Regions from separate parts of the Mus musculus genome. Here regions 2, 3, 4, 5 and 6 are each linked to region 1. Evidence: chromatin contacts called from public Hi-C and promoter capture Hi-C data. All regions are on one chromosome and are shown on one strand. The core of a region is the stretch at or near the end of the contact, and the rest is flanking DNA. Distances in the headings are between cores, read along the strand shown. Region 1 holds the start of Ankrd10 (ankyrin repeat domain 10). Region 2 holds the start of Efnb2 (ephrin B2). Region 3 holds the start of Arglu1 (arginine and glutamate rich 1). Region 4 holds the start of Coprs (coordinator of PRMT5, differentiation stimulator). Region 5 holds the start of Upf3a (UPF3 regulator of nonsense transcripts homolog A (yeast)). Region 6 holds the start of Rasa3 (RAS p21 protein activator 3).

The links. Promoter capture Hi-C pulls out the DNA fragments that hold promoters and counts their contacts. A called contact is a pair of places that touch in the nucleus more often than the background predicts. Capture Hi-C pulls out chosen DNA fragments and counts their contacts.
Region 2: a contact with region 1 is called in a promoter capture Hi-C map of pre-B cells, with 2.1 times the contacts expected there. The contact joins the promoter of Efnb2 here to the promoter of Ankrd10 in region 1.
Region 3: a Hi-C map of regulatory T cells shows a contact between it and region 1, with 8 times the contacts expected there. The contact joins the promoter of Arglu1 here to the promoter of Ankrd10 in region 1. A contact is called at or near these places in 3 of 484 Hi-C or Micro-C datasets (CD4 T cells, embryonic stem cells and regulatory T cells) and 1 of 115 datasets of contacts at active chromatin or transcription factors (thymic regulatory T cells).
Region 4: a promoter capture Hi-C map of adipose tissue shows a contact between it and region 1, with 4 times the contacts expected there. The contact joins the promoter of Coprs here to the promoter of Ankrd10 in region 1. A contact is called at or near these places in 3 of 39 promoter capture datasets (liver and pre-B cells) and 2 of 9 other capture datasets (adipose tissue and liver).
Region 5: a contact with region 1 is called in a promoter capture Hi-C map of pre-B cells, with 5 times the contacts expected there. The contact joins the promoter of Upf3a here to the promoter of Ankrd10 in region 1. A contact is called at or near these places in 4 of 39 promoter capture datasets (the C10 cell line, embryonic stem cells, liver and 1 more), 1 of 484 Hi-C or Micro-C datasets (embryonic stem cells), 1 of 115 datasets of contacts at active chromatin or transcription factors (embryonic stem cells) and 2 of 9 other capture datasets (adipose tissue and liver).
Region 6: a contact with region 1 is called in a promoter capture Hi-C map of pre-B cells, with 5 times the contacts expected there. The contact joins the promoter of Rasa3 here to the promoter of Ankrd10 in region 1. A contact is called at or near these places in 2 of 39 promoter capture datasets (liver and pre-B cells), 1 of 115 datasets of contacts at active chromatin or transcription factors (astrocytes) and 1 of 9 other capture datasets (liver).

What each region holds. Positions count from the first base shown.
Region 1 is chr8:11,634,239-11,637,294 of GRCm38.p6, forward strand. Ankrd10 (ankyrin repeat domain 10) reads right to left here and starts at 1,519. Exons shown (of 6, transcript NM_133971.3): 1 at 1,173-1,519. The coding sequence starts at 1,379. It overlaps Mir7238 (microRNA 7238), which reads right to left and starts at 1,498; the gene lies at 1,456-1,498.
Region 2 is chr8:8,659,771-8,662,826 of GRCm38.p6, forward strand. It overlaps Efnb2 (ephrin B2), which reads right to left and starts at 1,472. Exons shown (of 5, transcript NM_010111.6): 1 at 714-1,472. The coding sequence starts at 844.
Region 3 is chr8:8,689,082-8,692,137 of GRCm38.p6, forward strand. It overlaps Arglu1 (arginine and glutamate rich 1), which reads right to left and starts at 1,456. Exons shown (of 4, transcript NM_176849.3): 1 at 896-1,456. The coding sequence starts at 1,236. Mir7654 (microRNA 7654) reads right to left here and starts at 1,081; the gene lies at 1,012-1,081.
Region 4 is chr8:13,888,623-13,891,678 of GRCm38.p6, forward strand. Coprs (coordinator of PRMT5, differentiation stimulator) reads right to left here and starts at 1,649. Exons shown (of 4, transcript NM_025556.3): 1 at 1,545-1,649. The coding sequence starts at 1,613.
Region 5 is chr8:13,784,043-13,787,098 of GRCm38.p6, forward strand. Upf3a (UPF3 regulator of nonsense transcripts homolog A (yeast)) reads left to right here and starts at 1,573. Exons shown (of 9, transcript NM_025924.2): 1 at 1,573-1,842; 2 at 2,105-2,211. The coding sequence starts at 1,642. It overlaps Gm46032 (a long non-coding RNA gene), which reads right to left and starts at 1,014. Exons shown (of 2, transcript XR_001778519.2): 1 at 1-1,014.
Region 6 is chr8:13,676,182-13,679,237 of GRCm38.p6, forward strand. It overlaps Rasa3 (RAS p21 protein activator 3), which reads right to left and starts at 1,406. Exons shown (of 24, transcript NM_009025.2): 1 at 1,212-1,406. The coding sequence starts at 1,266.

The DNA of each region.
Region 1 (3,056 bases), core at 269-2,768:
GGAATTGTGGAGGGTCCTTTTAAATGGGGCATCTGGTAAAAGCAAGATAGTTAGCCTTCACAATGGCCAGTTTTCCGGGAATAAATAAGCCCCATAAATTACTGGGTAACCTGAGCATCACTGGTAGGTACAACCTAGGGAAACACGCTGGAAACCTACAGGAGGGAGAGCAGTAACACATGGCCCGGCTGGGGTGAAAGGCTCAGCCTTTTCGCCTCTAAGAGCTTTCCGTAATAGTTGGAACGGGTTAACAAGATGGTTCCGTATCTTAAGACCATCCAGGTTTCAGATAGGAAAGCTCAGAACTACAACGTCCTCGCCTCCGCTACAATACTGGTCTCCAAAGTCAAGTCTACAACTCGTTCTCCGTAGACGTGAAAATGCTCCTTTAGCTTTAGATCAAATTCTGGTAAACAGTACAGCGTGAATTTTGCCGCTTTATGGCGCAGAAGCACTTCTGTGTGCAGGTTAACTAAGGCGACCACGAGAAGGTGGATTCCCAGCGACTACCTGCACCCAACTGCATGCCACCTTTCAACACCAGGAGAACGGGGCCAATTAGCGCAGCTTACACAGGACGGTCCCGGTGGAGAGGGGGCCGATAGGCATGGCCGCGACCCCGCCGTCGGCCATAGCAGGTGCAGACTTGACACCCCCGGCTACGAGGGCAGCGCCCATCCCTCCGTGCCTTCAGGGGGCCCTGCACCCGGTTTCCATTAGACAGAAGCGCGAGGCCCCCAGTTTCCTCCTCGCCACGATTCCCGAAGCCCGGCGGCCTCCGCGCAAACGGCCTCAACTGCAGTCTGCCCGCCCCGCTCGGAAGAGCCACAAGTGTGCACATGCGCCCTGGATCCTTCGGGGGAGCCGGCGAGACGGACCCCATTTCCGCCCCGCCTCCCAACACTCCCCGCGCCCCCGGAGGTCCTGGGTCGCGCGCCGCCCGCCGCACATGCGCCTTGAAGCCCTCGAGGCGCCCGCGGCGTCTGAGCAGCTTCCGCGCCCCCCACCCCCCACCGTCCTGGGTCGCAGACCGCGCGGTACCGCACATGCGCCCTGGAACTCTCAGGGGTTGCGCTGCCGCTGCCGACCGCGCTCTCCAGACACCGTGGGGTGCGCTCTGACCCTAACAGCACACCACGCGGAAAATGGCGCCTTAAAGTGCCCGCGCCCACCTTGCCGAAGTGCGCAGCCCAGTGCACGGGCGTCCAGCCGTAGAAGGAGTCCTCAGCGGCCAGGTGAGCGCGCGGCGTGTGTGGCAGCAGCGAACAGAGCGCGACCAGGTCCCCGTCCCGGCAGGCGCGGTGCAGCGGGAAGCGGAGCGACAGCAGCTCCTCGCTGGAGAAGCCTGCCTCCACGGCCGCGCCCGCTCCCGCTGACATGATGGGTCGCTAGGAAGCACGCGACTGATCGGCCAGAGGAATGTGCCGGTGAAGGCCTGCGAAGCTGCCGCCACTCGAACACAAAGGACAGGCGAGCTGCTGCCGCGTCCCATCCGCATCCGAGCGCAGCGAGCACTGAGGGCGGGACCTGAGCCACGGGGCGGAGCCTGCGCCTTGAGAGGGTGGGGCCTAACAGTCCGCTGCCTCCGACCGCTGCTGACGCCCGTGGTGGGGCGAGGCCCGCGCCTGGATAGGGTGGGGCCTCCCGCAGGTGGTGCTGAGGCTGGCGCCTGGGATAGGGCGTGGCCTTGGCTGCAGGGCGGGGCCTTCTCAGGGTCTGCGCAGGAACGCCGCCTTAGGCGTCTGGTGGTGAAGTTAGGGGCTGGGAGGCGATCACCGCTTGAGGAGGCCGCTACTGATGCCAACGCTGAAGGTGTAGGGGTTGAGGGTGGGCCTGCACGTTAGTGTGGTTAGAGGGACGAGACTTGCCGGGCAGTGGTGGCGCACGCCTTTAATCCCAGCACTTGGGCGTCAAAGGCAGGTGGATTTCTGAGTTCAAGGCCAGCCTGGTCTACAGAGTCAGTTCCAGGACAGCCAGGGCTATACAGAGAAACCCTGTCACGAAAAACAAACAAACAAACAAACAAAACAAAACAAAAAAAGGAGGGGGGAGACTTGGCTGCGACTGAAGCCTGAGGAGGCCGCGCCTGAGACCTCGCCTGAAGCCGGAGGCCTACGACCCTGGCTGTAAACCTTGCCTGGGGCAAGGCCAAAGCCCAGGCCGGCCTCTCTGTGATTGGCAGCTGAAAGCCACGCCTTAACTAAAGGAGGAGAGTCTGGGATTTGGAGCGGAGCGGCGCTCTGGTCGATTCCTGGGGCGGCTGGGCGTGACCTGGCGCTGGTGGGTGTGACCTGGAGCGGTTGGAGCTCGGCCGCAGGTTCCTGCTGAGGACGATGCCTGAGGCGCTACTTCTAAATAGAGCTGCTGCTCTGCCAGGCACACTCGCGAGTGGGGACTCAGGACTCTGGCAGCCGGCCCTGGCCTGCTTCCGCGGTTGCCTGAGTTCCTCCAATTAGTGTTTATTGGGCGCCTGCGGAGCACAGCTCCTCATTAAAAACCCGAAAACAAGGGTGCAGCCAGTTAACTTCGGTATGCCTTAATTGGAATGGATGCCAGAGAGAATCGAGAGGCCCTGGCGTCTGTAACTGTAAAGCATGAGTCACGTGAGCAGGCTGGGCACATGGTGAAAGAAATTTTAGAAAAATTGACTACTAAATTCTCTTTCCAATGGTACAATGCTATGGTTGTAAAAAATTTGAAATTTTTCTTTTTTCTTTTTCTTTTTGTTCTAATTTTGGTTTTTCGAGACAGGGTTTCACTGTGTAGCCCAGCCTGGTCTACTCACTCTGTAGACCAGGCTGGCCTTGAACTCAGAAATCCTCCTGCTTCTGCTGGGATTAAAGGCGAGCACCACCACCTCCTGGCTATAAAATTTGAAAATCATACTGAGCCATTAAGGAGTAGACACTATTCATGGAAGTTTTACTTTTTTTTTTTTTTTTTTTTGGTTTTTTTCGAGACAGGGTTTCTCTGTATAGCCCTGGCTGTCCTGGAACTCACGTTGTAGACCAGGCTGGTCTCGAACTCAGAAATCCGCCTGCCTCTGCCTCCCAAGT
Region 2 (3,056 bases), core at 222-2,721, 3.0 Mb before region 1:
CCCGATTCCCCAAGTGCAAAGGCTGCAGCGTTGACTGGGTAGGGCCCTGAAGGCGTCGTTAAAATTAAGCCACCTAAGTGGACCGCGCCGCACTGGACCTAGACCACCAGTTCCGACGCGAAGGGAGAGGCCGACATGCAGAGAGCTCGCCGCCTGAGCTCTCTGGCTGAGCCATCGAGCTCCCCGCGCACATTCGGGCTAGCAAGAAGGCGCCGAGGTATCCCGGCTCAGGGACGCCCCGGGCCCAGCTCCCTTCCTCTAAGGGACGCTCCACCACCCCAGACTCTCAGTTCTTGTCGCCTTCTCGCTGGGCCCCGGCCCGTGGCTCCCGCGCTCCTCGCAAGCGCAGCATCTCTCGGAGCCCGCCAATGTGTGTCTGTAGCCCCGTTAGTGGCAACGTCCTCCGTCCTCGAAAAAGAAAGGAGGCCGGGTAGCGCCATCAGACACCTTACCGGGCATGCCACCAAGTCGCCAGGGCTTTGGGACTCCTAGAGCACTTGAGGTTGGAGCCTAATTAGAGTACCCTTGGAACCCGCGCTCTCAAGATCAACCGGTCCCCACCTAGAGAAATGTGGAAGGGTGGGGGATAGGGGACAGGAGCCCCAGGTTCTAGAAACAGGGTCCAAGGCCTCCTCCCGCCCGGACCATACAGCGTACCCCGGGCGCCGGCCGAGGGCACCGCGGAAGAGAGAAGGCTCGTGGACACCACTTACTTGGAGTTCGAGGAATTCCAGTAGATAGGCTCTAAAACTATCGATCTGGAGATCGCAGTTCTGCACAAAACCATCAAAAGTCCCCAACAGTACTTCCACACAGAGTCCCTCCTGGACCGGGCCATGGCCATGCCCAAGCCGCTCCCAGTTCTGCGCACTCCGGGACGCGTTGGGACCGGCCGCGGGCAGCGACCCCCAATCCTCCGGGGCGGACACGCCGCGCCGCTCCCGCGGTCGCCGAGGCCAGGTGCGCTCACCCTGCGCGTCCCTCAGCGCGCGGGGTGGGGTCGAACGCGCGGGGCGCGGCGGCTCGGCGGACTCGGGGCTCCGGGGCGCTGCGCCGGACGCAGCTGGGACAGTCGGCTCCCGTGCGGCTCCAGGGTGCCGGGCCAGCCGCGGAGGGCGGGCGCGGCGAGGGCACTGGGCCGGGACAAAGGCCCGCAGCGGAGAGACGAGTCGGTGTGAGGCGGCGGGTGCTGCTCCCCGAGAGGGGCCGCCTGACTATAGATCCAGGACAGCGGGCAGTGGCCCGGGCAAGCGAGCGCCGCGTCGGCGCGGTTCCATGTCCTGGAGCGCAGAGATAAAGGGCGCCTCCTGAATCCTCGCAACTCGCGGCCACTAAGCAGTCAGGAGAGCACTGGAACCCCCGCAGGCGTCTGACGCGCGCGGGCCTTTGTGTGCGGGGAGGGCGCCAGGACCCGCTCTGCGCGCAGCTCCGCGATCCGACCGGTGCCTCTGTCCCCGCCGCGGAGAGTCAGCGCGCCGGGCGCGCTGTCAGAGCACTATAAACGCGGGGCCCCGCCCAGTCAAACGCAGCCCATTGGCTCGCCGCGCCGCGAGCGCGCGCTGATTGGGCAGCATTCCCGTCAGTCTGCCGCCCCCTACCCGACACTGGGCACCCAGAGGTAGGGCGCCCCTGACAGGTGAGCCCCGCCCCCAGGACGAGCCCCGCTGGGCGCCGGGCACAGGGTTGGTCGCCTCTTAGCCACTCGCACCAGCAGGGTCACCTCGCCCGGCAAGTGCCTGTGCTGGCGAGTGCCCTCGCTAGGATAGGGCGAGACGTGGTGGACGCAGCGTTCCGCCTTGTGGCGCTCGCTCCCTGCCGCCCCTCGCGCGTATGGCGCCCTGGTACTTGGCGGATCCCTCTGAGCCATTAACTGAGGGCCTTCTAACTTGATTCTGGCACCAAGTGTTCCGGCCCGGTCCGACGCAACTCAAATCAGACTCTCACGAGGCTGAGAGCCTTAGCAGCCCACCGGCAGTGCGAGCCAGTCTGCCGCCCTTCCCGACCCCGAGACCCAACTCCGTGCGCCCGCTCCCTTTCCGGTCCTCTCCCCGCAAGAACAGCGCCTCCAAAGCTCCACTACCAACGTCTGGGAGGACTTTTCTTCACTAGCTCCCGGGACACCCCGCGACCCCACAGTGGCCAGGAAGTTAGGTGTGACCCGGACAACTATCAGTCAGAGAAGTGGCAGTTGTGATACTCGGTTGCTTGCCCAAGACCGATTTTGAAAAACTGAACCACGGCTGTGACTTCTACGGATCCACAGCGCCCACTAGCGCCCACTTTTGCCTCTCCGTACTTCAGAACAAGCCTACCGGTTACAGGATCAAATCTTAAGGATCCAGATATTCCCAAGTCGAAAACCACTTGCTTAAGATGCCCGTTATCAGAGAGAACAAAGTAGGTGGAAGGCACAGTCCCATGTACAGCCCATGGCCCAGCAAAAATTAACCACGTCTCTTCTTACAATGCTGTCCATCAATACCAGAACTTCTTCAAATGGAACTAAGCAGTTTCCACACCGATATCTTTAAAAACAAGCCCCATGATTTAGTTACTAACTACTCCCAACACCCCCCCCGCCCCCTTCATCCTTCTTTAAAACAAATTTCGAGCTTTAAAAAGTGTTGACTTTCAAAAACCTTAATGTAAGTTAGTGTATACTGCAACTACGAATTGGTTTGGAAAAACTCGTTTAAGACCAAAACACAATGTATTGAACACACCAAAATACAGCTTTAAGAAACCCTTTTCTGTAATTACTATTTTTAACTATGCCTGCAATATGATTGTGGGTGGGGAGATGGGATTCACGCTAGGTTAAACAAGGGTTACACACACACACACACACACACACACACACACACACACACACACACACACACACACAGAGTAATGTTTAACTTCCTGACTGAAAAAACTGACAGGAGCTGCTATTTGACCTTTACTGGAGAAGAGGAAAAAAGGGCACTTGTTTTAACCCAGCTTCTAAAAATACCATTTTCAGTAAGCCAGATACCCTAACACTCAAGGCATTTTACTTTGGGGACAACGTAAAT
Region 3 (3,056 bases), core at 206-2,705, 2.9 Mb before region 1:
TTCCAGATCCTAACAGGATTCTATGTGGCCAAGGTGTACTGAGAAACAGTACAAGCCAAGACCCCAGTTCCACTACAGTGCTTCGCTGTGTTCAATCCCTTACCTCCCTCCTAGGGGCTTCTGGAAAACCTGCCTACCACAAAAATCTGCCTTCTATTTTTTTGCAGAAAATAGAAACCCCTACACAAGTCATATACACAAACTACCTAGTTCCTGCTTCATAACCACTTATTCAAGTCTTCAGTTAATTACTCCGGAAACGATGGCTGGCTTAACAGGGAACACATATGCTTAGTATTATTGCTCCACGTGGCTGGGGCGGGGGGGGGGAGGGGGGCTGGGCACATCTTTTTTAAAAAAGTACTTCACAACGTTCAAGTTTACTCTGGTTGGGTCATCAACACCTACTTTCACATCGAAAGCCGCCTCACTCAAAACCACGTGATCTTCCCCCAAATTTCAAGTCCAGTCCCCTGATGGGAACCGGTTTTGCCCTAAGTGAAAAATTCGGATAAGAGCGCTCTGAAACTAGAAGCATTTAGGCGGGCAAACAGCAGGGTCAACAGTAGGGTCAAGCATGCTCACTAGAGGGGCTGAGGCCAAGACAAAAAAGAGAGGGGCCGGAGAGGCACCCCGGGTGTCCGCTGCAACTTTGTGCATCTGTCTTTGAACGACCGTATGAAAGGAGGTTCAGAAAGGGCCCACACTCTCAAGCCGGGCGCGCCCCGGGACGGACCCCCGCACAGGTGCCCTGCGCTCCAACGCCTCGGGCCCGGGGATCCGCAGCCCCGCCAACCTCCCGCCTCGCGCCCTCAACTCGGACTTCCGGGCCGGCGCTCCCGCCCCACCCGGCCCCCGTGAGCGCGCCCCGCGCCTCCAGCCGCGCGCCCCTCACATTTTTCGCTGTCGCTCGAACTCCGCCTTCTTCTCCTCCTCCTCGCGCTTCTGCTTCTCGTCCAGGCTGCTGCGCTTGCTCACCGTGCGCCCGAAGATGTCGATGCGGTCGGGCGGGGACGAGGCGCGCTCCCGCTCGCGCCGGGATGCCGCCGCGTTGGTGGAGCGCGAGCGGGAGCGCGACTCCCGCCGCCGGTTCCGTTTGCTCTCCCGGGACTTGGAGCGCTTCCGCACCCGCTCCTTGTCCCGCGAGCGCGAGCGCGAGCGGCTGCGCTTCTTGTTGTGCTTGGAGCTCTTGGTGTGCTTAGAGCGGGACGAGCTCCGGCTCCGCGACCGGCCCATCCTCGCGCCGCGCGGCGCCCGCCGCCTGTCGCCCGCTGCCCGCCGCAGGCCGCCCCCTCGCCGCTGGGAAGCGCGGCCCCCCGCCCGCGGACCCTCCGCCTCGCCCCAAGCGCACCCGCCACGCACACGGCCGCCTCCGCCGCGAAGGCCTAGCAGGCCCGGCCCGGAGTCCCTAAGATGGCAGCTGTGGCAGCACCGGCCGCCCTTCCCACAATGCCCCGCGCCGAGCGTGCCGGCACGAGCCCCGCCCCCTGACGACGTCGCCTAGGAGGGCCGGCGAATGCGGCCGAGCGCGCTCGGCTCTTTCCGCCGCTGCGTGGCAACTAAAGAGAAGAATGCTGGCCAGCCTTCAGGTCTTTAACTTTCACCTCAACAAGACCCACGAAAACCTTAGGAGTTGGAGAATATTTATGATGAGCCTTGGCTGAAAGACAGGATAAGGCCCGAGTAATTGGGAAAGTCCTGTTGTTTCCTTAGCCAGCATTGAGAATGTATCAATTGTGAGTTGGATGTGGTGGTACATGCCCAGAATTTTAGCCCCTAGAAGATGGATCAGAAGGACCAGTTGTCCAAGGTCAGCCTTGGCTATTTAGTAAGTTGGAGGCCAGCTGGGGTTGCACACATACATACATACATACATGCATGCATACATACCAACCAGAACAATTAATAAATTGTTAATAATTTATTGTAAACAAACAATAAATTAGAACAATGCCCAGAGGAGTCCCAAGTTTTCTTAAGAATGTATATGTTAGAGCCAGTTAAATGCTCTTAATAAAGTTTTATTTAAAAGGTTACAGTTTTGTGGATTTTGCCAGCCTGGACTACATAATGAGCTCAAGGCCTAGTCCCAGAGAGCAATAGCTCTCTTTAAAGACATCGAAAAGAAAAATGGGTAGTGGCCTATCTCAATGAGTCTTTTAGTTTTTGAGCTGCTATAGCAAAATACCAATGACTCATTATTTTATACCCAAGAGAAAGTTGTTTCCTACAGTTCTGGAGGCTGAGAACTCTATTAAGTAGTGGATCTGTTTGTGCTAAGGATTCTGTCTGAGCTTCCAGCAGGAGACCTTAGGAGGGGAAAAGAATGCATAAGATAAGGGTTCCCTTGTAAACATCTTAAGAACACTAGGCCAAAAAAACCCCAACCAAACAAAACACACACACACAAAACACACTAGTTGCATTTTTTTTTAAACCAAAGCCCCAGGGCTTACTCTCTTTCCCAAAGGGCCCACCTTTTAATGCTGAAACATTGCATATTAGGTCCAATTCATGAAGTTTAGAGGAAGGGTTCTTCTGGAGGTTCAAAGGCAGTAAGGATTCCACTCTACCTCTCTGTATGTGTGTGTATGTGTAGGTTTTTTTGAGACAGTTTCTCTCTGCAGCCCTGGACAGCTCTGTGGTCTATCATGGAACTAGCTTTGTAGTCCAGTTTGATCTGGAATTCAGAGATCTGCCTGCCTCTGCCTCCCAAATGCTGGGATTAAAGGCGTACACCATCACCATCGTAGCCTCATTCTTTCTTTTTATGTGTGTGTGTGGTGCTGGGGATGTAACCCAAGGTCTTTTTTTTTTTTTTTTTTTTTTTCTGAGACAGGGTTTCTCTGTGTAGCTGTCCTGGAACTCACTTTGTAGATCAGGCTGGCTTCGAACTCAGAAATCCGCCTGCCTCTGCCTTCCAAGTGCTGGGATTAAAGGCATGTGCCACCACTGCCCGGCATAAACCAAGGTCTTGAGCAAGTGCCCTGGCCCGTACCACCTTCTTATGAGAGTTGAGTGTAGTTTCCCTCCAGGCTCCAGAGCACCCTCATCTT
Region 4 (3,056 bases), core at 399-2,898, 2.3 Mb after region 1:
TATTTATAAAACATCTAACATATGTTGGAGACGTAGCTCAGTTGGTCAAGTGTCTGCCTAGTGTACACAAAGCTACACACTGATTTTTCCAACACTACATAAAACCAGGCATGGTGGGCCACTCTGTAATCTGAGCATTTAGGAGATAGGTGCAGGAGGATCAGAAGTCCTGGCCACAGAGTGAGCCCAGCTCCTGGGCTACATGAGACCCTGTCTCAAAAATATTACAATAAAGCCAACAATAATAACAAAACCACCTGTTAGACTGCAAGAAGTAACACTTCTTTGACTTAAATTGCAATATTTATTTTATTTGTGTATATTTGTGTGTGTGTGAATATACCAGGAGGATCCCCTGGAGAGGGAGTTGCAGAGGGCTGAGACATCTGTTGTGGGTGCTAAGAGCCAAGCCAAACTCTGTAAGACCACCATGGCTGTCTTTCCAGCCTTCATCCTGCATGTAAATAAACTGTACTTAGCACTCACCCTAATTACCGTTCATTATCTAGTCACCCCTGAGCTTTAATGACTCTATCTCCTGTAGTCCGTGATAACCACAGACCACTGCTGCCCCCTATGGTGCTGGACCTCTTACTTGAACCTCACGCCTATCTCCCTACTCCTGCTCACCCTTCCACTTAAAAGCTTCGCGAGCCCTCCACTGCCATCACAGACCAGCAATGCCATTCATATTGACTCTCACGTTCCTTTCTGTAAGAAGCCTGCTCTCCGACCCAAGCTCCAAGGCCATTTGCCTTGCCCTTTCTCATATCCAGACCTTTGCTGGGCCTACCCTCTCACCCAAGAACATCCTTTCCAGATCCGCCCTAACAACATCACTCTCCTATTTTGCAAAAGTGATTTTCTTTGCAAATCTATTGGTACTTGAATAGCAGCTTCAAGTACCATCACTGAGGCTCTGGTAAGCGTTCTATTCATTCATCCAATTAGGATACACCAGGCATAGGTGCGGCTTCTGGGAAACAGGATGTCTACAGTCAAGAAGCTCGCAGTAGGTGGATGCAATACGGGCAGGTCATGGGGAAAGGCTGTATGGCGCGCACTTAAAAACAAGTTTCTGAAAACCCGTGTCACAAGGGGACCATTCGTTTCATCAAATGGGAAAAAGCACGGGTGACATCTGGCGTCCAAGGTCAGCTACACATCCCCACCAATGGCCAGAGGTCCTCAAGGTGAGAAAAAAAAAATCCGTTTCCTCGCAGCTCCCACCTGACCCAGCCCCCTGCGGCTGGAGCGGGCTCAGGGCAGCCGGCTCCGGGAAGCCAGCTCCGCGTTCCCTGCATTCACTCCCGCAGATGCTCCCCAGCAGCCCCAGTGTCCCTCTCCCTTCAGCGCCAGCCACAGCCTAGGGCTCGGGTCCGCGCGCGTTCCCGCGCCCACTGCCGTTACCGGCCAGGCTCTCTGCGTGCACTCGCGCGGCCCCGGCGTTTCCCGGGTGAGCGGCCTCCCGGCAGCGCGTGAACCCCGCGGTTTCCCGCCTGGGTGGTCGCGGATGCCCGCGTCCCCCACCCCGTCGCGCTCACCTCCGCGCTGGGGGCCTCCTGCGAACTCCGCTCGCCCGGGCCCCGACCGGTGGCTGCCTGAGGGTCCATGCCCGGCCGCCCACAGCCAGGCGCCTGGGACGCTCCGGCACGTGACGGCCGACGGGCTGCGGACAAGCCAATCGGCGTGGGGCGGCGCGGCGACCGAGGGGGCGGGGCGGCGCAGGGGCAGCGCCGGACGGCACGCCCACCTGCGTTGTTGTGCGGGACCGCAGGCTCTACAGCTCTTTCTGACCTCTAGTGCTGGTTTCGAGCCTTAGGCCTGATTGGGCACTGAGCCATCCCAGCCACACGGGGCTTTCCTACTGCATTGTGAAATGACACATAGAGCCCACCCGGGTGTCACACAGTCACAGCCGATGGGCTCCATCACTTTTCTCTCTACCCAATCACAGGGTTTTCCAGATTGCAGGCTGCACCCGCACTACAGCATCCCTTAATGAGGGACTTCAGCAACCTGAAATGATCTGAAATGATAACCCAGCAGCCTGGAGACATGCTGCTTTGATTTAATGATCGTCTTTAAAGTCAATCTGCAAGGAACCAGGATAAAGGAGCAAAACAACGTGCCACCACAAAAACAAGGTGGTGTTAGGAACTTAGAGTCAAAAGCCAGTGCTCCAAGTCAGTAATGTGACTTTGTTGAATAATTCTCCGTTTTCCGTTTCTCTTAGGAGTGTCAGAGGCTACAGCTAAAAAGTTTTGCCCACATGACTACTGGAACAGGAGCTGGACAAAGATGATACCAGTAGACATGCTAATTGGCTCACAAAGCCTCAACCCTACACACAGAACTATAGGCAACTAAGGATTGCTGAGAGTGGGAGAGATAGCCTTCCCCAAGGAAGAGTACCGTTGGTTATCCAGTACCCAGTGGTTGGTTATCCAGTATTCAGTGGTTGGTTATTCAGTACCCAATGGTCTGCCCTGGAAGCCCTACACATGCAAGTAACATTGTATAGACTGAGCAGATTGTATTTAGGTACATTCACATACACACACACACACACACACACACACACACACACACACATGCACACATACACATTCACACATTCACACATACACATTCACAGATACACACATTTGTCACACATATACACATACAAATGAGCGTTCACACACAACACATTCGCGCGCGCACATTCACACACGTTCACACATATATTTCTCACACACACATTCACACATACATTTCTCACACATATACACACACATTCACCCATACACATTCACACACGTTCACACACACACACACAAATAGATTTCACACACGCACACACACAAGCGCGCGTTTGACTAACCTGTTCTCAGGAGATACTTGCTTCCCACTGCATGATTGCTATTCCCACAGCAGCTTGGGGAAAGGAATCAGAAATGTTTACTTACCTTCCAATTTTGTTTTGAACAGGAGTCTTGCTAGACAGCCCAAGTTCAATTAGAAATCGAGATCTTCCTGTCTGTTTCAGCTTTCCAAGTGCAGAGATTACACGT
Region 5 (3,056 bases), core at 323-2,822, 2.1 Mb after region 1:
TGTCTGTGTGCTGACCTTTAGGAAGTATATCCAGAAAATTGCACTTTGATGATGCTGGTCTTATTAATCACAACTGATTCTTCATCCCCAGCTAACCATCATTATTTGTCCCAATAAAGGTAGATTCTTAATCCAAATATCACAAGAACATCCCTGGTATCCCTCTGATACTTCATAATGTCTCTCTTCTTTCAATGGTATCTTTCATGTTTCCACAACTCATTACACTCTGAACACTGACCAAAAGCAACTTGTGGGAGGAAGAGATTTAGTTCCTCTTCTAGCTCTCTGGTCACATCCCTCAGTGAGGGAAATCAGAGAAGAAATTCAAGTAGGAGTTTGGAGGCAAGAACTAGCAGGGCCACAGAGAATGCTTATTGGCTTTATTACAAGCAAGGTCCAACTGCTGTGGGACCCTTTCACGTCCATTAGTCAAGAAACTGTTCCACAGGCCAATCTGATGAAAATAATGCCTCAACTCTTTCCTCTTCACAACCAAGTGACTATTTTGAGTCAAGCTGACATAAACTAACCAGCAGTTTGCCAGACAGGTGAAAGGGTGTTGGGTCAGGCACACAGGAGGACAGTCAATGGCTTTATCTTTAAGGGGGCAAAAGCCAGCCCGAGATAATTTTGGCTCCAAGCTTGTAATGTTCCAACTTTCTTCCATTGTGAAGTTACTATCCATCGACCTTGTACTATCTTAACAACTGGGTATGGGTTGGTTTTTCCTGACAACTCGTCGTCCACATTTTTATCAGCCTCTCACACGTGTGTTTTCTTCCTAATAAAGGTTAAGAGGCTATCAGAACTTCTGGTCAGTGTAACTGGTTATTCCAAACTGAGCTGGTTCAAGTGATGGGCTCAGTCCTAGCTTTCTTTGCAACACGAAATACTGGAAAACCGCTCTTGCCCAGGCTTTTATAGAACTCTCGATGTTTGAGGCCTGTTTGACGCAGACCTAAACGGTTTTGAGTCTTTGGCTTATTTAAAACGTCACATTTCAGGAGTGCCACGATCGATTTCTGAAAATCTCTCATTCTCCTTTACCATTAACGTAGGGAGAATGGTGCTATACATCATTGAGCACATGGGAAAACTGTATTGTTCGTATATCTGCTACAAATAAAATAAAAATAAAAAGCCAGACGCCTTTAATCCCAGGAGGCAGAGGATCTCTGAGCTCCAGGAGAGCCAGGTCTACAGAGTGAGTTCCAGGACAATCAAGGCTACACAAAGCCCTGTCTCAACAGAGAAAACGTGTAGGAGGGAGGCGGAGGGCAGAGTGGGGCGAGGAGAGCGACGGGTTTACTTTCGGTACTGTCCCAGTGACTCCGGGTGGACCGGGGGCTCCCAGTCCCCACCGCAGGTCAGCAGCGCACGGGACGTCCGGAGTGAGCATCTGCTCTCCGCGTGGCTGGCAGCACCGATCTCCTTCACCGTCGCCGCCGTTCTAGGACGTCCGCTGTCTTTTAAAAACTGCCGCGCTGCCCCCTACAGGCGCGGGCCAGCATTGGCACCGCCCCTTCCCTGTCAGGGCCGGGGAGGGGACACTGAACACCGAATTCCAAGGGAGGGGCTGCCTAGTCCTCGCGAGGCTTCGTTCTCGCGGAGGTGGCGGCGGCCGGCCGGCCGGTGGGGATGCGCTCGGAAGAGGGGGCCGGAGGCTTAGGCGCAGCCCTGGCTGCGCGGGGCCCGAGCTGGAGGGAGAAACTATCGAGCTCAGAGACCCACTGCCGCCGCGAGTCACCGCGGAAGGAGTCGGCGGCGCCTCCGGCCCCGACCCTAAGTGAGAGCGGGGCCGGCAAGCCTCGCGAGGAGAAGAGGACAGCCCTGAGCAAGGTGGGGGCGGGGCCCGCAAGTCTCGCGAGAGGACGGCTTCTAAGCCCCCCGGTGGGCGGGGCTTGGGGAGGGCGGGGCGGGTTGTTCATCTCAGGGGCGGAGCCTAGTCTCCGAAGTGATGCGGGCTGTTGCGAGCAGTCTGGACTAGGATTAGCGAGTCGGGGTGGAGCTGGGGAGCCGCGGTCCCCCGAGCTCCGGGGAACCTCAGGCTGAGTGGGCGTGGCGGGCGGCAGCACCTGAGTGAACGCAATGGTCATCCCAGGTGGTCCTCCGGCGTCTGCCCCCGGGCCTCACCAAAGAGCAGCTGGAAGAGCAACTGCGCCCCCTGCCGGCGCACGATTACTTCGAGGTGGTGGCTGCGGACCTCAGGTGAGGGCTGCTGCGGGACACCCACTGGTGAAGGATGGAGGACCCCGCGGGCGCTCGCAGTTGCAGTCCCCTCCCAGCTGTCAGTGCACGCCCACGTTAGGAGCGGGCAAGTCACCTCGTCAGCCCGTTACCATGCCTTCCTCGGCGTAGCTTTTAATAAACTGTATGATGAGCAAAACCGGACTGCATCCCTTACACACGTTGAGTCTGGAGTGTTTTCCCTAGTGAGGGACCAGTAACTGAGCCCTGAGAAGTGGAATCTCTCATTGCTTGCACCACCACCCAGCCAGAAGGTTCCCTGCCTGTGGGGATGCGAGCAACGCAGGGCTGACCTAAGCAGCAGATGTCAGTGCCACAGGAATTCGTGGGTTTTCCACGATACTTATTTTTATATCCTTTTATGGTATTCTTTCTCATTTGTGTCATATACGCTTTCCTTTGGGATACCAATTTTGTTTTGTTATTTTTTTTAAAGTCTATTCTAATAAAAATATGAATAATTAAATGGGTATCCTTTGAAAAACCACAGGTGGTTTTCAGGTGGCTGAAGTTTAGAAAAATGGCTAAAAGAACAGTGTGCAATTACTCGGTGTGCAATTCCGGTCCCAGCTTGTAACTTGCACCCTCTGTACGAACAACAGATTTCTCTAAACTTCTGTATTCTTTGTGAAATGGAATGGAATCGTTCCTACCTGTGAAAAGAGTTGTGTGTGAGACGGGGAGAATGATTTAGTTTTTCCTTGGTACGTGGTCTGACACCCATTCAAAATACAGCATGTCATCCATGAAGGAGCCTAGACAAGTCTCGTTCTTGTTCAGATGTACCAGAAATGGCTCTAAAAGTA
Region 6 (3,056 bases), core at 156-2,655, 2.0 Mb after region 1:
GGTCAGAGGATCTGGCTGAAGGAAACTGAAGCTGGCCACCCTCACACAAGTAGTCTTTGCCCACAGAGGACAGAAAGCAGCCCCTTTCCTCAGATGGAAACTGACAGCAATTCCAGGCATAAGAGCAAGAGAAATCCCTCCCGTGCCCTCTGCTCCAGCCCAAACACCACATGCTCTCCGCAGCGCTTCTGAACCAAAGATCAAACTGTCTCGGGCGATGATTCAAAAGCAAAATAAAGCGGACAGGAAGCAACACGCTGATTGCGAGTAGCTGGCATTCTTCAGACAGCATCGAATGTCATCAACAACTGACACCAGGCTGTGACTGTTGCCACCCACTAGGGGCCTTTTCACATGGGAACAGGCCAGTAATGTGGGGCGCAGTTCAGAGGGAAAAGACTACAGGGACGGTGCACTAGGACCCAGAATTCCTTCCAAGAAAATTGGCCCCTGCCCAGTGTGTTAATGACTTGATGTGTAACGGTCACTTCAGAAAACCACTGTAAGGAAGTAGACTCACACGTCACTCACAAGATAAAAAACAACTGGGAAAAACGAAATCTCCAGGTTAAAAAAAAAAAAATCAGGAAGTCCTCTCCAGGTCTCTCCAGTTCCACTTCACTCCCCGTTCCTAGCGTTGCTGCCGAAGTCCCGACCAGCCCAGAGCAGCCTGAATGCCAGGCCTGCCGGCCACAGCTCCCACGGCCAGTTCTCAATGAAAGGAGGGGGAGGTGCTGGTGGCTCCATCACCAGGCCTGCAGCGCGCAGACACCACACACACACACACACACACACACACACACACACGGTCGCGCGCGTGCACGGCCTCGAAGCCTGCAGCAGCCGAAAAGGTGAAGGGGCGCCCCCTCCTTGGGAAATAAGTTCCTGCGCACAACTGTGGAGAGGACACCAGGAGACTGACATCAGTAGACCCGATCCCTGAAGTGGGAGCACCCAGACGGATCCGCGCGTGCTCGTGCATGTAAAGTCAGGCGCCTGGGATCTGGAGCGGTGCTGCGCACACGGACACACGCAGGCAACCACGCGCGCTCACTCCCACAAACAGACGCCCCCTGATACAGGTCCCTCCTCCCCCGCAATGCCACGGAGAACCGGGCAGTCTAGGCGGAGAAACACGAGGAGCCGGTCCAGCCCGGCCGGATACCAAGAACAGGGGTCTGGGGAGTTGCCCACGCCACCGCGGTCCTCACCAATCTTGATCCTCACGCTCTGGAAGACCCGCAGTCCCTCTTCCTCCACCGCCATGCTGCTTGTCGACCTCGCCAACGCGCGAGGGCCCGGCAGCGCGGCCGCAGAAGGGGGACAAGACAGGGGAAGAAGCCGGCAGACGGAGCCGAGCTGCGGATGCCCCCAGAGCCCCGCGCGCTGCGGTCCGCGCTCTGACCGGGTGCACCGCCTCGCGCCCTTCCATTGGCAGAGCTCGGGGGCGGGGCTGCGGGCGCCTTCCTTCGCCAGAGCCCCGATCTTCATTGGCTAAGGCTCTGCATGGGGTGGGGTAGTACGACTCCGCCTACTGTCAAACACTGCATTCCATTGGTCGGGTCTGTAAGGAGGCGGAGGCGGACTCTAAGGCGGGATCGGAAGGGACTTGCCTTGGAGTGCCCCTGAAGCGGTCCCTCTTCACAGCCCTCGCTGGTCCGGTCTCTCTGGACCTGGGACAAAGAGAGATCGTGAGTATTGATCTGTGTTTTGACCGCCAGGTCCCGTAAGACCGACTCGCACTTAAAATCTAAAAAGCTATATTCAAACAAAAGGTATGAAAGGAAAAGATTTCCTCTAGCCCCAGCTTCAGCGACTGAGAAAAGTGACACCTGCCGATCGCTCTGGAGAAATCAGAAGGTGATATGCTGTCAAAGTGAGGGCAAGTGGACCCTGTGCCCAGCAAGCAGTCCCTGCTTACCCTGTGGTGTGCTTGGGCAGCCTCAACGCGGCCCTTGAATTTAGCATTCCAGAACCTTCAAACCTGGTGCTTACTGGCAATTTGATTGGTATGCAACTTTAGAATTGTTGTATCTCTACAACGATACTGTGAGGTCCTATCCCCGATCCCTCCACTAAGTTTTTCCTGCAGCTGGCATAACTCCCAGCTTTCCTAGAGGGCCAAGAGCTCTAGTCCCTCGTTCCTTATAGTAGTCACAGAAGTGTCTCCCAGAGGCCCTGGTGGGTGGGGAGTGGCGGTAGAGATAGCCTCTGCAGTGGGTTTGAAGGAGGCCTGCCTTTCGGTAGGACTGAAAACGGAAGTGGCATCGCTTGAGGAGTCAGGAGGCTAGGTCATTGATACACCAACTGAAAGGTGTGACACAAAAATCCCTTGGTGCTATACGGTAGCTCTCTCACCAGCAGCCAAAGAGCAGAAATACAGTGTATAGGCAGGACACCCAGGAAGGTGCTGGAACTCCAGAGAAGCTGATTTGGAACCCTCCAGAAGCTGCTGTGCCATAGACAGGCTCTGACTGGGAAGAGAGGGAGCCGCTCTGGGTTAACACATCTAAAACCCTGAATCTCCGGCTCAGGAACTCAGCTTAGTGGTAGAGAACTTGGGTAGGAGGCACATGACTGGACAGGGATGGGGGTGGTGGTGGGGAAGGACACAAAATCACCAAAAGACTGCTTTAGCTGGGCTGCTGTACTGTGATAAAGCACCATGACCAAAAACAACTTGGAAACCATAAATAAATAAATAAATAAATAAATAAATAAGATGGGGAGGGGAGAGGTGGTGATCTCAGTGCAGGAGACAGAGACTGGCAGATCTCTGGATTCAAGACCAGCCAGATCTGCAGAGTAAGTTTGAAGACAGCCAGAAGTACACAGAGAAACCCTGTAGTAGACCCTTCTCCAACAAAAGGACTTGGGGAGGAATTGGTTTATTTTCCTCAGAGTTCATCATCAAGTCAAGGCAGGAACCTGGATGCAAGGACTGACAGAAGCAGAAGCCACTGGAGAGCGCTACTTATTGCCTTGTCTGTTGGCTTGTGCAGCCTTCTTTCTTACCCACTCCAGACCACCTGACCAAGACTGGCACTTCCCACAGG